Linked DNA regions of Gossypium hirsutum: region 2 is linked to region 1. A link is a contact called in public Hi-C data. All regions are on one chromosome and are shown on one strand. Each heading gives the region's core, a stretch centred on a gene start, on an enhancer-like site or on the middle of the called end of the contact. The rest is flanking DNA. Distances are from core to core; before and after follow the strand shown.

Region 1 (3,019 bases), core at 318-2,817:
GCGTCGATGTAAATGAGAGTAGCTTCATCAAGTGGATGAATTGGTGTTTGTGATTTTCAGGTTTGATAATGCATCAACGAAGCAAAGTGCATTTGACGTTGAGATCGAACTTGCAAGCAGAGCAGTGATAAACGAAGCCTCAACATGTTTTGTGACGAAAATTGCAGATGCAACTGGAATAGTACAGTCCGGGATGGTCGCGGTGGTAGAGGTGATTAATCTTAGGGATAACATCGAACATTTCATTTGAAAGAAGAATTCACACCGAGAGCAATTGTATCCAAGACCATATATCACTTCCTTGTATTCGAAGCAACAAACATTTTCGTCATGATTTCCAACGAAAACCGACTAATATCGGTGGCTGAACTGCTTGAGCTCTAGGAAATCCCAAGGTCACTCGATAGGGCAGAAAGTGCATGAGACGTCAAGGTCGAACTCGCATGAAAAACAATGGTAAACAAACCCGTTGCAAGATTCATCACAAAAATCATAGACATTCGACTTATTGAGTAGGGGGATTAGGTTGGACTGAACAATGGTTTCTCACAGACTAATCAATCTCTTTGCCTCCAACATGGTTTTTGGTGAAGATCAATGGATGTGTGTGGCTAAAATGTTGCAGATTCAAATCTCTCAGTCTTCTTGAAAATAAAAAAATATTTTTATTATATAAATTAAATTCAGGCTAGATCTAGTTGACTCGATACACAAATTTCCTTGTCCAAAACCATCTTAAGTCGAACCAAGCCTACTGGACAAGTCTATATGCAAGTACTACATTTCATAAAGACATATTCTCTCTACTATCTAGGATCAATTAGAGATATTCATACACACTGAGTTTAGTCAGGTTCATATATAACATAAAATCTATATATAATTATTTGATCCAACTACCGTATTTAAAAATAATTAACTTAATCCCATATAAATTCATTTATATTATTTTTAAATTTATTTTTATTTAATATTTATAAATAATTAAACTAAACTCATTTAACTCTATTTATATAGAAATTTGCTAAACCAAGATCGTCTGTCTATATATTTTTTATTTTTAAATATGATATTCATTATTTACTATTTTGCCATTTCATATATTTCATATATATATATATTTGGTAGAACCATTTCGTATATTTTTAGTAAATTAAAAAAAAAACCTGTACGAATGTTTTCGTTTTATGTTATTAGCGTATTAAGTGTTGAAATTTAAAGGCTAAAGATGTTTGAATTTTGATTTACAAATTTACGATGTTTAAAATTATTTTATGTAAAAAAAACTATAAAAGGGAAGGGGAAGGAGAGCTTTGGAGAGGGGATGAGAATAAAGAGAGGGTCATAAAATAAAGATCTTAACAATTGAGTGATTTAATTGAAAACTTTCGAATAGTTTAGTGACAAGTTTATAACTTTTTGAAGTTGAGTGATCAAAATATAAAATTATTAATAGTTTAGTGACTTTGAGTGTAATTTATCCCTAAATTTAATTATAAAACATTTTCTAAAATAATAAATTAACCAAACCGAAGGAATATTAACCTTTAAAAAAGATCGGACCGCTATCCGGACCGACGGCATTAGCACTTTTTAGCTTTACCCATCAATTTTTGTTCTTTTTTTCAATTTTTCCATTGAGCTAAACAAACGCAATCTAAATCCATAAACACGAAATAACAGCAATTCACTCAAATAATTCCGTTAAATTTCATTCATGTAAACAAATAAGCTTCCATTTTTTTCTAATTTTTTTTCCAATTTTTTTTCAATTTTTTTTTGGAGTGGGAAATGGCACTGAGTAATTTGACGTTGGCTCCTATTGTTCCTCCTTCTTCTTCGTCTTCTTGTTGTTGTTTCTTCATTCGTAGCTCTAGTTACTGTGAGGTTTCAGGTTTTGAAACCCTAATCAAATCAAACGGCTACCGTTTTCCGACCGTGAGAAGCCGATTTCAGTCCGGTGCTATCGACACTCGTGGCGTCGGCATTGTGGAGAACAACAACAACGCGGCGCCTGTTTCGTCTTCTCCTTCTTCCTCCGTCGTTGGAAACGCGGTCGTTGACATACCGGTTAGTTGTTACCAGCTGATCGGCGTTTCGAGTCAAGCTGAGAAAGATGAGATTGTGAAGTCGGTGATGAATTTGAAGGGCAGTGAGGTTGATGATGGTTATACTAGTGACGTTGTCGTTTCTCGTCAGGTAAAACTATCGAAGAAATCGTTTTTTTTGTATTTTTAAATATTTTTTATTGTTTCAGTGTCGTTTCACTCTTTATTGTAGGAGATTCTGATGGATGTGAGGGATAAGCTACTTTTCGAAACGGAGTACGCTGGAAATGTGAAGGAGAAGATTCCGCCGAAATCATCTCTTCAAATTCCATGGCGTTGGTTGCCTGCTGCTGTTTGCCTTCTTCAAGAGGTGCAATTCTCTAATTTGTAGTTATTATAATTAGGTGATATTGTTAATTAGAGTATTTGGGTGATATTGTTGAACATTTAGAGAAATAATGTTCGATTTGCATTTGAATGTAAAAGTAAGTGCTAGAAGTTATTAAATTTAAGAAAACAGTGTTCATGGTTACCACTATGTTTGAATTGGTGTTATATTTTAGTCATTTGGTCCTTATAAAACAAGTGTGACTTCACATTCTATTTTGTGCTTTTGCTTTAAAATTTTGAGGAAGCATTGCAAAAGGTAATAAGCTAATGAGACCTGGGATTTCATATTTGCTCGTTATGTTTAAGAAAATTTTAAATAGGCTAATTGGCTTTCATAAAACATTAGTGAATGGCTAAAAATGTACAAGTATAACAGATAGTCAAATGTAATTGTTGCATATCAAGTTAAAATTGTACATTTTGTTATTAATAAAGTTAAAATTTTAACTTATTATTATTCAAAAATCATATCATCTAAATTTACATATTTATTTATTTGCTTTTGGAAGTATACCGTAAGTAGCAAAAACATCTTTTTTCTGCTTGGATAGATAGAACTGATATGGTATGGGTTTCTTGTG
Region 2 (3,019 bases), core at 317-2,816, 170 kb before region 1:
TACGAATAAAACGTCGTCAAAAGAGCTTACTATCTTAAAAAGAAAAATCATAAAATAAATAAATAAATAATGAACAAAAAATAAAATAATAATTAAAAAGATCAAGATCCCATTCATTATCCATCTAAGTCAAAACAGGTTGGCTGACTGAATTAAATTAGAACTAATAATATGATTGTGATTAAACTTTTTTAATTTATGTGTAAGCTGTGATTCGTTGCAACTTATTTATTGTCAACAAAGACAAATTTTAGGTTAAATTATGATTTGGTCCTTGTACTTTATTTAAATTAAAATTTTTAAAATTAAATATTTAGCATAATTTAATCTTAGGCTATTGTACTATAGCTAAATTATCACTTTGATACTTGTATTTTTTATTATTATCAATTTGACTATTGTACTTTTTTTTATTAGTTTGGCCCCTATATTTTCATTCTACAATCCTGTTTAAAAAAAATTCAAAACATCAATGACACGCTGCCATGTGTCAAGAAAACAATAAAAATTTCACTTAAATTTTTTTAAAAATATAACAAAACTAAAAGTCATTAAAAATTCAAAAAAATCCAATAAAATCTTTAAACTCATAAAATTATAAAAATAAAAACTAAAAAAAATTATGATCTATTTTTGAAAATTATAAATGTGCATAACTTAAAATTTTCATAAAAACCATAAAATTCTAAAAAAAAATCAAAGAACCTAAAATTCCAAGCAAATGATTTTTTTTTTGCAGTTTCGCATATTTATAATTAAAAAATATTTATTTATAATTTCAAAATTAGATTGTGATTTTTTTAGTTTTTTTAATAATTCTAAGTTTTAATATTTTTTGGGATTTTTTTTCTATTTTTTTTAATTTTTAAGTGATTTTTATTTTTACTTTTTATTAGCACGTGGTATGGGTACCGTGTCATTGATTGGTTTAATTTTTTTTAATTGAAATTTGGTTTGGGATAACAAGCTATATAGAAGGAAAGTAAAGGGACCAAATTGAAACAAAAATAAAGTAAAAGGACTAAACTGATAAAAGAATATTCAAGTACCAAAGTAATAATCTAGTTATAGTACAAGGGTCAAAGAAGATGTTAAGCCTTGATTTTATTTTATTAAATAATTAATTTTGTTAAAATATTAACTTGAAAATTTTTAAACGACGGGTTAAAAATCGAAGTTTTTTTAATAAAAACCTCATGAGCGTAATTAGTGATATAATTTTAGGTTCTTTTAATTTAAAGTATTCAATTTAAGTCTTTTTTTTAACAATTTCTTTACTTTTACCTCCCCAAGCTTTTAAAATTTTATTTTAGCCCCTCTAATACCAAATTCTTGACTTTAACTCTGAAAAAATTCTCTGAAAACCTTTAATGTCTAAGATTTGAGTCCTGCTATATGTGTGCCTTATTTCGATATTATTTCGGTTTGTCAACCCGGTCATAATTATTTGAATATGTATTATTTATACTTGCAACTACAGTTTTATTTGTAACTTCAAAAAACAAGTTTATACCATATTAAACTACGATGACTATATCTCAAAATCAAGCATAGTAAATGGACTAAAACCAGAATTTAACCTTTTTTCCTCAATGGCAATAGCAATGGTGGACATGTGCATACATACACACATAAACAACTAAAAAGCTTTAAGAAAGAAAGGAAAAAAAAAACCAAGATCCACCTTTCTCTTTGGATTTTCATCTGCACTCTGTAAGTTCTATTAATTGCCCTGTTTTTCTTCAATAATTGATTTGATTAATCATGTTAATCGTGTTTTTTTTATTAATTCCATAATATTTTGATTGTTACAGTGGAGCAGATTCAGTTCCCCCTCCCCCCAAAATTTAGGGTTTCGATTTGTTGTTTTTTTAATTGGAATTAATTGTTATTGCTACTGTTTAATTTGTGAATAATATAAGTAATAATTATGAGAGAAATTGAGGATTCCTCCAATTTGTTTGGAAAATGGGAAGAAGAGCTGCCGTCGCCGGAGGAGCTTATGCCTCTTTCACAAACCCTAATTACCCCTCACCTTGCCCTTGCTTTCGACATCTCGAATCCAAACCACCGTCAACGGAAACACCCGCCGCCGCCGCCGCCTCCCCCGGCTGAATTCGCCGGTGATTCCGGGGACTTGGGATCCGGAGCGGGCGGTGACGAGCCGGCGCGAACACTCAAACGGCCTCGGCTCGTCTGGACCCCGCAGCTCCACAAGCGATTCGTTGACGCCGTGGCTCATTTAGGGATCAAAAACGCCGTCCCAAAGACCATAATGCAGTTGATGAGTGTTGATGGGTTGACCAGAGAGAACGTCGCTAGTCATTTACAGAAATATCGCCTCTATTTGAAGAGAATGCAAGGGTCCGGCGGTGGCGGTGCAAACGGCGGTGCTGCGTCTGATCCGGCGACTGACCATTTGTTTGCCAGTTCACCCGTTCCTCCTCACTTCCTTCATCCTAGTAAAGGTAGCTCAGAGCCTTTCGCCCCATTTGTATCAGTTCCAGGACTACAACACCATTACCAACAACAGCAACACCAGCTAGCGGCGGCGGCCGCAGTCGGGCATCCACATTTGCTAACTCAGTATCAAAAGCAGATAGGGCATTTTGGGTCATCACCAAATGGTCAATTGGAGCATCCCTTCTTAGCCAAGCAACCACCACCATCAATCCGTAGAATGGGAGGTACACCCTCACACAATCAAGTACCAAATAATTATGTTGAAGATTTGGAATCTGCCAATGGCAATGGTGGAATGAAGGTATTAACTTTATTTCCACCAAGGGATGACTGATTCAAAAAAAAAAAAAACTAATTATTGAGTGTCATTGAAACTTTTCGTCTTTTATGTGATTAGTCCTTTTGTTTATGTTTTTCATCATATATAGGGTCTTTGATGCATGGATATTTGGGAAATCAGCTCATGTTTACTTACATTTAGGTGTTTGCTTGTCTAAGAGGTTCTTTTCAGCCATAAAAGGTGATTTTGAGGCAAAAGTAGGGATGTACCTCCCAT

The links. Hi-C and Micro-C count contacts between places; a contact is called where the count stands out from the background.
Region 2: a Hi-C map of leaf shows a contact between it and region 1, with 2.0 times the contacts expected there. The contact joins the promoter of LOC107925710 here to the promoter of LOC107943042 in region 1. A contact is called at or near these places in 2 of 34 Hi-C or Micro-C datasets (both in leaf).

What each region holds. Positions count from the first base shown.
Region 1 is chrD11:69,247,057-69,250,075 of Gossypium_hirsutum_v2.1, reverse strand. It overlaps LOC107943042 (plastid division protein CDP1, chloroplastic), which reads left to right and starts at 1,567. Exons shown (of 12, transcript XM_041105067.1): 1 at 1,567-2,199; 2 at 2,281-2,418. The coding sequence starts at 1,792.
Region 2 is chrD11:69,414,084-69,417,102 of Gossypium_hirsutum_v2.1, reverse strand. LOC107925710 (transcription factor MYBC1) reads left to right here and starts at 1,566. Exons shown (of 3, transcript XM_041105083.1): 1 at 1,566-1,713; 2 at 1,815-2,687; 3 at 2,892-3,019. The coding sequence starts at 1,931. The coding sequence ends at 2,944.